2 separate regions of the Xenopus laevis genome follow, and region 1 is linked to region 2. A link is a contact called in public Hi-C data. All regions are on one chromosome and are shown on one strand. The core of a region is the stretch at or near the end of the contact, and the rest is flanking DNA. Distances in the headings are between cores, read along the strand shown. Region 1 has its middle 20 kb from the start of srp68.L. Region 2 holds the start of fbf1.L (fas-binding factor 1).

Region 1 (5,537 bases), core at 100-2,599, 73 kb before region 2:
CGCTTAAAGGGGTTGTTCAGCTTTAAATTAACTTGTGGTATGATGTAGGGAGTGATATTCTGAGACAATTTGAGATTGTTTTTTATTACTTGTAGATTTTGAGTTATTTAGCTTTTTATTCAGCAATCTGGTTGCTAGGGTTCAGACTACCCCAGCAACCATGCACTGATTTGAATGAGAGACTGGAATAAGAATAGGAGAGGCCTGTACAGAAAGATCAGTATAAAAAGTAGCAATAACAATACATTTGTAGCATTACAGGGCATTGTTTTTTTTGGATGGGGTCAGTGACCCCCATTTGAAAGCTGGAAAGAGTCAGAAGAAGGCGAGTAATTAAACTATACAAAATAAATAACAAAGACCAATTGAAAAGTTGCTTAGAATTAGCCATTCTATAGCATACTAAAAGGAAAACTATACCCCCAAAATGAACACTTAAGCTTATATCAAATTAAGTGGCATATTAAAGAATCTTACCAAACTGAAATATATATTTAAGTAAATATTGCCTTTTACATCTCTTGCCTTGAGCCACCATTCCGTGATGGTCTGTGTGCTGCCTCAGAGATCACCTGACCAGAAATATTACAACACTAACTGTAACAGGAAGTAGTGTGGAAGCAAAAGACACAACTCTGTCTGTTAATTGGCTCATGTGACCTAAGATGTATGGTTTGTTGGTATGTTTGTGAGTACAGTGAATCCTACGATCCCAGGGGGCGGCCCTTATTTTTTAAAATGGCAATTTTCTATTTACAATTACCCAATGGCACATACTACTAGAAAAGTATATTATTATGAAAATGGTTTATTTACATGAAGCAGGATTTTACATATGAGCTGTTTTATGCAATATCTTTTTATAGAGACCTACATTGTTTGGGGGTATAGTTTTCCTTTAACTTAAATGTGAACCACCTTTAAAGGAGAAAGGTGCCAAAAGTTAAGCACCTCCAAGCTGGTGCTCCTATCAGCAAAAACCTGCACTTCCAGTGAGCAGCATGGAGCGATTTTAACAAAAGAAAATCTGGTCTTTTCACTCTATTGCATATGCATCTGCCCCAGGAAATTTGAAGAAAGGAGAGGATTACTCCATGGTGGAGCCCTGGGCGAGTGCAATATTCTGCTGGTAGGAGCATCAGCCCAGGGTATTGGGTATGTAAATGTAATAACTTGGGGTTATTGCCCAAGTTAAAAAGCCTTTCCTTCTCCTTTAAGATTAGTATACTGCATATAATGCCTGGGTTCCCTCTCCCAGGTCCTTGTGTTCAAGGCTCAAAGTATTAATCAAACAGGTGGAAAAAGAGACTAATCTCCATGTGGATTAGTAGCTGTTATTAGTATCTGGCTAAAAGCAGGTATCATTGCTTCCTCTACAGACAGTGGGTGGGTACAAGCTCATATACAATGAAACCTATTCTTGCTACAGATATTGTTTTGTTTTAGTTAGGGAAAACCTGGGGAACTGCACACAGGCAGATTCGGGGAGATTTAGTCGCCAGGCGACAATCTCCCCGAACTGCTTTCCGCCTGCTATAATGAGAAAACGCCAGTGCAATGGCACTCGCGGTGCTTCGATTTCCGAAGTTGCATCACAAGGAAACTTCAGGCGACTCTGGAAATCGAAGTGCCGCGAGTGTATTGCCGCAGGCGGTTTTTCATTTTAGCAGGCGGAAGGCAGTTCAGGAGATTGTCGCCCTGAAGAAGAGGCGATTAGTTGCCAGGTGACTAAATCTGCCCGTGTGCCCCTGCCCTAACAGTTTTTTTTAAGTTTTAATATTGATGGTTTATTTTTTTTATAGTGTTCTTATCATTATCATGGCCATCAAGGTAATTTAGCCCATACAAGGGCTGAAGCAGCAGCAGTGGGGCCAAAACAATAACCTCTCTGACTGATACATGTATCAGACCTGTTATCCAGACTGCTCGGCACCTGGGGTTTCCAGATGACAGATCTTTCCAGAATTTGGATCTTCCTTAAATCTGCTAGAAAATCATGTAAACATTAAATAAACCCAATAGGGTGATTTTGCTTCCAATAAGGATGAATTATATCTAAGTTGGGATCAACTGTTTTATTACTACAGAAAAAAAGGAAATCATTTTAAAAATGTTGGATAAAATCGAGTCTATGGGAGAGAGGCATTCTGTAATTTGGAGCTTTCTGGATAACGGGTTTCCTGATAACTGATCCCATACCTGTACCTAATTGGGGTTCACTCAGTTTTTTTAGAAAATGCCATGAACTGTACATTATTATCTTTCTAATCATGATGGCGGGGGGATTGCAATGGTTGCAGGTGGCATATTAACATGACTGGTAGGGCCTGTGAAAGAAAAGTTATGACACTTTGGCTCACCACAAATCAGTCCATGATAAATGAGACAATCTTGCCAAGTGCTCAATGAACTACACTCTGGTGATATCACCATGAACTTAGCAGCCAGTACCCTTAAAGGAAAAGGAAAGTTAAACTAAAGAAGTAGCTAGAAATGTTGTACGTTATGTTTTGGGCTTCTGTACCAGCCCAAGGCAACCACAGTCCTTTAGCAGTAAAGATCTGTCTCCAAAGATGCCCCAGTAGCTCGTCATCTTCTTTTCTGCTGATTCACTGCACATGCTCTGTGCTGCTGTCACTTACACTTACTTAGGGACCCACTCACAATATACAGTACACATAGAATAGAAATGTCACAATATAAGGCTGATTAGTAATTAATACAGATAATTACTACATGGCAGCACAGAAACCAGTGCAACTAGCATCAGAATTTAATAATCAGCTTATATTACAGGCCAACCTCATTTTCTGCTGGATAATTAGTGACGACCCCTAAGCTTAGCTTCTTAACAGCTGCTCAGAGCCCACTGAGTGTCTGGTGCAATAAGTTCAGTATATAAAACATGGTGTTTTTAGTCCCTATCTTAGGGTTTCCTTCTCCTTTAAACTAATAAAAGAAAGTTTGCCAAGATCTTTCTCAGCCAGCAAAGTATGAAAATGTAGAAGCAAAATAGGGCAAATACTATGAATACCTCAACTGACACGGTTTAGTAAAGCTTGCATGTGTTCCAGGGTAAATAAGATGAAATACTCAGCGTCCCAGTATAAGCTGTAAACCCACTGATTTATGGTAATTATAGTGTTATTAGTGCGCACGACTGTATAAACAGACTGTAATAATAGAATAAAACAACGATTCCAAAAATAGTGCAGGAATGTGATCAAGGTGGATGCAGTAAGCTGAAACTATCAGTCACGCCTGAAGAGCACCCACTTATGGGGAAACGCCCAAATCTGCCTGAGTGAGCTTAATGTTCTTCCCAATCGTTTGCCCATGGCTGATACTCAAAACAAATGAGTTGCTTCTAGATCCAGGCCCAGTAAAAGGCTGACTGAAGTTAGTCACTTTTCCACTGTGGTGTAAGCAGAGTGTAACCATTTAATTCACTCCATAAGGTCTCTTACAGATGAGCGTTTTTATGCGTTCAGCCGCAGGGGAGCAGACGCATTCAGTTTTTTTCAATGGGGCTGTACTCACACAGGCGAACGCAGGTTAAAACGCAACATGCTGCATTTTTCCTGCGTTCGGCGCCTACATGCGCCTGTGTGAGTACAGCCCCATTGCAAAAAACTGAATGCGTCTACTCCAGCGCTCCCCTGCGGCTGAACGCATAAAAACGGAACGCAGGGGAGCACCGCTTCAAACACTCATCTGTAAGAGCCCTAAGAGCGTAGCAATCGAGCCACCAATGATTAGATGTATTGGTCTTAAAGGACAAGTAACGGCAAAGAAAAATCATCAAAGCAGAAGGTCTGGTATTTACTGTGTTTCCTACTGCTTCTGGCTTCTTCTGGGCAATGGCACACAAGTATTTCAGGGACTACAGAAATCTGAATTCCTTATATCCCATTACTTTTAAAGGAATTGTTCAGTATAAAAATAAAAGTAAATAGATAGGCTGTGAAAAGTAAAAAATGTTTCTAATATAGTTAAAATGTAATGTATAAAGACTGGAGTGACTGGATGTGTAACATAATAGCCAGAACACTACTTCCTGCTTTGCAGCTCTCTTGGTTTCCACTGATTGGTTACCAGGCAGTAACCAATCAGTGACTTGAGGGGGGGGGGCACATGTGTCAAAACTGTTGCTTTTGAATCTGAGCTGAATGCTGAGGATCAATTGCAAACTCACTGAACAGTTAGGTACCATGTGCCCCTCCCCTTCAAGTCACTGACTAACTCAGAGTTAGAGAGCTAAAAACAGGAAGATGTATTCTGTTCTGATTTGTTGCTATGTGTAGACAAGTAGTGAACTCAAGTTTAATACATTGTACCTGTACCGGTCGGCACCCAACACCAGAACAAATGCCAAGCACCCTGGTCTCGGCTCGTGCTTCACCTGTAGTGTGACCGCCGTTGGCCTCGAGAGGAGCCCTCAGCTACTTGGATGCCACCAGGACTTAAACGAGAGGTGCAAGGCTATAGGTTCTGGATAGGCAGAGGGGCACGACTGTAAAGCACAGTCTTTGGCACATGGTCGTAGTACAAGGCGTTAGGCAATAGAGTAGCCAAATCAGGCCGGGTCGAGGCAGGCAATGTAGTCAGGCAGGCAAGGGTCAAACCAGGTAGTCAATCAGAAAGGATTTAGCAGAAGAGGCAGTCGGTATTCAGGCAAGGGTCAAGATCCAGAGATCAGAATAGTCAAAAAGCCAGGCAGGGGTCACAACAGGAATCAAAACAGGTTCAGACAGATCTAGCTTAAAGCTCAGAAGCACCAGGAACAAATCCTATCACAGGCAAGGTCTCACAGCCCCAATGAGCCTTATATACAGCTCAAATTTCGACATTTAGGCAGTATGCTGGGCCATATGGTATTGCCTGGGCCCAATTCTGAAACTGGCTACTAATGTAGGCAGAACTGCTGCCATCTTGTCTTTTTCTTGGGAGCAATCTGGAATGTGGTCTGGATATCAGACAAGACATGCGATGTCCATATCAAACTAAAACGACTGCTGAAAAAACAAATGTGCGCTCCTTGTTCAGCTGTTCCAAGTTGCAGCAAGGGTTAAATAAAAGTGTCACTTGTCCTCAGCCCCGCCCTTCAACTCCACCCAAGATCAGCTCTTCCCACCTGATCAATATTTTTTTGGTTCGGATTCACTTATGAAAGGCAGGGTTTGTGGGTCTCGCCCTGAGAGCATTCCTTCTTGTTCTGAGAGTTGCTCACACCTGTGGCTCCCCAAAGAAGTCCTCTGCTCCCTTCTTCATGTCACACGGGAGAAAAAATTAGTCACTTTTTCACTGTTCTGCCCGTGAGTCATTGTGTAAAACTGCACCGTAGGGAGGGGGCCAAACACAGGTTTGGAAGGAACATGCAAAGAATTTATATTTCTAACTACTGACATTACACAGGCTTTGTGCTCATTTATCAAAAGTCAGAAAATACTTTTCAACCATTATCACCAGGAAAAAAACTATTTGGCCGAAAATGTTAGTTTTTTTTTAGCTGTTTACAAAAGAATGAGAATTATTTC
Region 2 (5,524 bases), core at 2,149-4,648:
TGGGGATTCGGTGTATGTTAAAAACATAGCCTGTTCTGGTGTCTCCGGCTAAATATTGGGAAGGGGTTGTTGACAGTGAGAGCTGTGAACGTGAAAGTGGAATTGTCTCCCTGAATCAGTTGTACAGGCTGATACATTAGATAACTTTAAGAAGGGGTTGGATGGCTTTTTAGCAAGTGAGGGAATACAGGGTTATGGCACATAGCTTATACTACAAGTTGATCCAGGGACTAGTCCGATTGCATCTTTGAGTCAAGAAGGAATTCCCCCCCCCCCCCCCCCCGAGCCAAATTGGAGAGGCTTCAAATGAGGTTTTTGCCTTCCTCTGGATCACCTAGCAGTTAAGCAGGTTATATATAGACTTTTTGAAAAGGTTGAACTTGATGGACGTGTGTCTTTTTTCAACCTAACTAACTATGTTACTATGTAACCTTCGACACAGGGGCCCTTTGCAGCCAAACTGCCCCATATTTGAAAGACCAATTTACATTTAGAGCCTGGAGAGCCCTGTACCTAATAATCTAACTCTTGTCATTGCTTCCACAGGTGCACGAATCCTTCCACAAGTACTTGAAACCACTACAGTCCAAACTATGATCCACCCATCAATTCTGCTGAACCCGAATCTGGAAACACAAAAAGCAGTTCTCTTTTTTTTTTTGATAACCTACCCTCGAAGTAATAAAACTGTTTTCCTAATTTCTGTCAAATTATGTTTATTAACAAGGGGCCAAAGCAATGTGTAGGCAATGTAATCCTACATTAACAGAGATCTTATCAACCTTTTGGCACAGCCAGTTGTTGCTCTAGGTCGGAGATGACGACATAGCTAGTACAGTCCTGCCGACCTGTAGAAACTAAAGGCATACACACCCTTTATAAGATCAGCATTGTTTGTATAGTGGTTAATAAACAAAAGTAGGAGCAATGACCCATCTAACCAGCAGAGGTGCCTCCCTAATAATGTTAAAAGGAAGTGAAGATCCAACTTACAATAAACCTTTAAGAATTATGTAGTCAATGATATAATAAGATTAGTCTGGGTCTAGAATTTGAGCTGTTTCCCTGTTTCTTTGCCAGGCTCACTGAATTGAGCAACAAGAAATGATCAGTAAAATAAGGACAGAAGTGCTAAAGAGAAATATAAGCAATACACAGTTATAACAACATCTGACGCACATCCACCTGCTTTTTGGGTTACCAGCTACACTTCCCTAGAAACCAAATGACTAAGTTTTGCTTCGAATTGATGCAAAATAGAAAAGCATATAAAAGACTTAGCTCCACAGTGGATAAGAATACATTTGTCAATACACTCAATGTTAATCTAAAGGAGCGCTTGCTCCGGACTACATGGCCAGAAATTAAGGGAATATTTGATTTATGCACTGGACGGTGTTCGCTGTAATGTTTCCATGTTGTCTTTTGATGGATGTCAGAGACGGTGTTATCTTGGGGATAAAGAGAGACAAGTTTAAAAATGTAATTAATCTGTTAATTTTTATGTAAAGATTATAATAAAGCCCTGAAATTTCTTGCCCTGCCTTCTGTCTCTTTATTACTGTTACACAATGTGCACGGCCGTATTGAGAGGTTTGGTAAATGAGGTTCTGCCACTGATGTAGACTGCTGAACAGCACACAACAGATTCACATATATAAAATATTATATCAGCTACTCTATGAAATTATAGGCCAGCCAGGGCCTCTTTTAGAAACCAGGATCTGTTCTAACAGTATAACTAAAGGGGGGTGGGGGCAGTGACTGATAAGCAGTTTTAATATATGTTTATGAAAAATATCTGAAAAATGTGTGTGTGGGGGGGGGCAATATCTTAGTTACCCACTGATCTGTGCATTTACTTTTATGGACATCTACAAGTCTACCCAAAATGTGAGCTGAACTGCCCACCCATGGCAGTGACTGATAAGCAGTTTCAATATATATTTATGAAAAATACCTTTATTAACAAAAAGGGGGGGGGTGATATCATATAGTTACCCACTGATCTGTGCATTTACTTTTATGGACATCTACAAGTCTACTCAAAATGTTAACTGAACTGCCCATCCATGGTCATGTTGGATTCCATAAGGATAACAGACACACATTCTATTTGCACTTATACTGCCCAGAAGCCACCCAAGCCATTCTCAAAGCCATCCCTTTTGCCCTTTCCATCCTAGACTTCCATTCTACCTCTACTGAGGAACCAGGCTTTTTGGGAGCCAGAAAACCATCCAATACACCAGCGGTCCCCAACCTTTTTTTACCCGAGTCACATTCAAATATAAAGAGAGTTGGGGAGAAACACAAGCTTGAAAAAAGCCCTTGGGGGTGCGAAATAAGGGCTGTGATTGGCTATTTGGTAGCTCGATGTGGACTGACAGCCTAGAGGAGTCTCTGTTTGGCAGTACACCTGCTTTTTATACAGCCAAAACTTGCCTCCAAGACAGAAATTTAAAAATAAGCACCTGCTTTGAGGCCACTGGGAGCAACATCAAAGGGATTGGTGCTCACAAGCCACTGGTTGGGGATCACTGCTATACACTATAGACCAGTGGTGTCCAACCTTTTGGCTTCCCTGGGTCACATTGGAAGAAGAAATATGTTCTAGGGTCACACTCGAAATACACACAAACACTAACGCTATTTTTTTATTTATTTTATTGTAAAAGAAAAGAGGGTATCATAAACCTTTGTAAGTAACTAAACGCTCACTTGTTAACTGCTTTACCTGTTCTAGGAAGCCGCACACCCCATGTAAAATTTAAAGCACACAATAAGCAACCGCGTACTCTGCGCTCTCTGTGCGTGACATTGCAACATGATGTTTCCTGGATTGGCAGAAGTTCAAGCGGCTCCTGGATTGCCGAAAATTCAAGCAGCTCCTGACTGGATTGGCGGAAGTTCAAGCGGCTCCTGGATTGGCGGAATTTCCAGCGGCTCCTGGATTGGCGGAAGTTCAAGCGGCTCCTGGATTGCCGGAAGTTCAAGCGGCTCCTGGATTGCCGGAAGTTCAAGCGGCTCCTGGATTGCCGGAAGTTCAAGCGGCTCCTGGATTGCCAGAAGTTTAAGATGGGCCGCACTCATATCCATCCTGGGCTGCAGGTTGGACACCCCTGCTATAGACATAGGGGCAGCATCACACTGCTTCTGTAATAAGTCAAACTTCCTGAGGGAGATGGAGACTAGACCAGGGGAAAGCAGCTCTTTTAACAGCCTCCTCTGCAAACTTACTTCCTAGAGGAAATATCCATAACTCTAATAGGCGCTGCATATATCCCTAGCATATCAGGCGATGCCGCTGAAGAATGCTTACCTGCCTTTGTAAGTAACTAAACGCTCACTTGTTAACTGCTTTACCTGCTCTAGAAAGCCACACACTGCACACCCCATGTAAAATTTAAAGCACACATGCACACAATAAGCAACCGCGTACTCTGCGCCCTCTATGCCTGACATTGCAACATGATGTTTCCTGGATTGGCAGAAGTTCAAATGGCTCCTGGATTGCCGGAAGTACAAGCGGCTCCTGGATTGATGAAAGTTCAAGCAGCTCCTGACTGGATTGGCGGAAGTTCAAGCGGCTCCTGGATTGGTGGAAATTCAAGCGGCTCCTGGATTGCCGGAAGTTCAATCAGCTCCTGGACTGCAGGAAGTTCAAGCAGCTCCTGGATTGGTGGAAGTTCAATCGGCTCCTGGATTGCCAGAAATTTAAGATGGGCCGCATTCATATCCATCCTGGGCCACAGGTTGTACACCCCTGCTATAGACATAGGGGCAGCATCACACTGCTTCTGTAATAAGTCAAACTTCTTGAGGGAGATGGAGACTAGACCAGGGGAAAGCAGCTCTTTTAACAGCCTCCTCTGCAAACTCACTTTACTAGAGGAAATATCTATAACTCTAATAGGGAAAAAAAGTGCTAGCAGTGGCACCACCATGTGAAGTCAGCCGGTATTATTACTCCCAGCTGCATAACCCAGTTCCCCATAATTCAATACCTGATTAGTATGCAGCTCTGGATGTCACAATAAATACATCTCCTTGCACGTTATACCCTACCTAAATACAAATACCTCAGTCACTTGAGCTCCTGGCCGTTCCAGCTTTACAACTACAGCTCTCACAATGCACCACTGCTGCAATCATTTTAGAAGCGCAGCGTGTGTATTGCCAGGGAGATCGCCAAAATCACTCGTCTAGAACAACGTCTTTACGTCCACGCTCGGCTTTTCGAACGCATCCGTAGAACTACAATGCCCAGCATGCGTCGCGCCCCCCGGAAGTAGTGGTTGTGAGGGAAGCCGATTGGGTAGCTAGGAGTGAGCGGAGAGCTGTTGTTGAGTGTCTCTCATGCGTCCCCAGTGTAAGTGATCTTTTAGTGGGTGGTCCGTACATCGGGGAGACACGGGGCCAGAGTATGATGCGTAAAATGGTACTGTGAATGCTGTGCCAGAGACTGTGTGCAACTCACCATCTGATCTTCCTTCTGTGTGATCTTCTAGCCTGTAGCCCTTTCCTTCTTTACTGCACTAATCTCCTTCTCAGCTGCCATCTGTCCTTTCCCATCTCTCTCTGTAACCTGTTTCTGTTTTGTCATTCACTGACCCCCTGATGTACTTTCTGTGTTATTCCCCCAAACACAGGGGAGTGTGTTTTAGTGTAAACTCCTGATTCCTGTGTCACTTCTTTATATCAGTCCTAGGGTCTGTGTATGAAGGACTCCCTGAGCAGAGATAACCTTTTACACCCAGAATGGTAAGTATATAACACTGCCTTGATTTACAGTTCCATTAATGAAATGGCAAGGGCTGTCTTTAAAGGGGATGTAAAGGCAAAAAAAAAAATCAAATTTTTACTTTCTTTAATGAAAAAGAAATCTATCTCCAATATACTTTAATTTAAAAATGTGTACAGCTTTTAGAAGAAACCTGATTGTATGTAGTGAAATTCCCCCTTCGTTTTACTTGCTCTGACAGCTGCAGATAAGAAACGTCAGACTCCTACTTTCAAAGCACCATCTTACTTCCCAGAACTCAAGCAGCTTTGTTTGTTTCCCTGTAAAGCAGCCGGCGACTGTGTAGAGATTCCTATCCACAGACCCAGTGCAGTCTGCATATTCTGATTATTAATCAGTCTAGCTGTATCGGCTTCTATGGCAGATATAATTTGACTTGTGCTGTTTTGATAATTTATGACGACCCCTAAGCTTAACCTCCCAACTGAAGAGCAGACCACACTGTGCATGTGCATAGATGCATAACAAAGTTACAAGATGACAGCCCCCTGCGGCCAACTTTGAAAGCTTAAATCATTTGTTTAATTGGGCTTCTGGTGCAGTAAGTGTTTTAGTATACAAATACAGCATTTCTAGCGTTATTCTATTTTAGACTTTAGTTCCCCTTTAATTCTAGTAGCCCTGGTTTGTGCCCTAGAGTTCTGCACCTAACCTCACCTGTGGCCATTGAAATCATGTGTAATAATTTGCTTCTTTTTAATTTGTATTTTAGGCAGCAAG

The links. Hi-C and Micro-C count contacts between places; a contact is called where the count stands out from the background.
Region 1: a Hi-C map of the XTC cell line shows a contact between it and region 2, with 1.7 times the contacts expected there. The contact joins the enhancer-like site here to the promoter of fbf1.L in region 2. A contact is called at or near these places in 2 of 4 Hi-C or Micro-C datasets (the XL177 cell line and the XTC cell line).

What each region holds. Positions count from the first base shown.
Region 1 is chr9_10L:47,531,478-47,537,014 of Xenopus_laevis_v10.1, reverse strand. No RefSeq gene overlaps it. Among protein-coding and RNA genes, the nearest start is that of srp68.L, 20 kb to the left of the region's middle. Within about 2 kb of position 1,349, at least 1 of the 7 cell types and tissues checked has an H3K27ac peak or open chromatin away from gene starts, as enhancers often do.
Region 2 is chr9_10L:47,460,471-47,465,994 of Xenopus_laevis_v10.1, reverse strand. fbf1.L (fas-binding factor 1) reads left to right here and starts at 3,398. Exons shown (of 30, transcript XM_041575939.1): 1 at 3,398-4,372; 2 at 4,706-4,764. It overlaps acox1.L (acyl-CoA oxidase 1, palmitoyl L homeolog), which reads left to right. Exons shown (of 14, transcript NM_001096680.1): 14 at 547-1,535. The coding sequence ends at 597.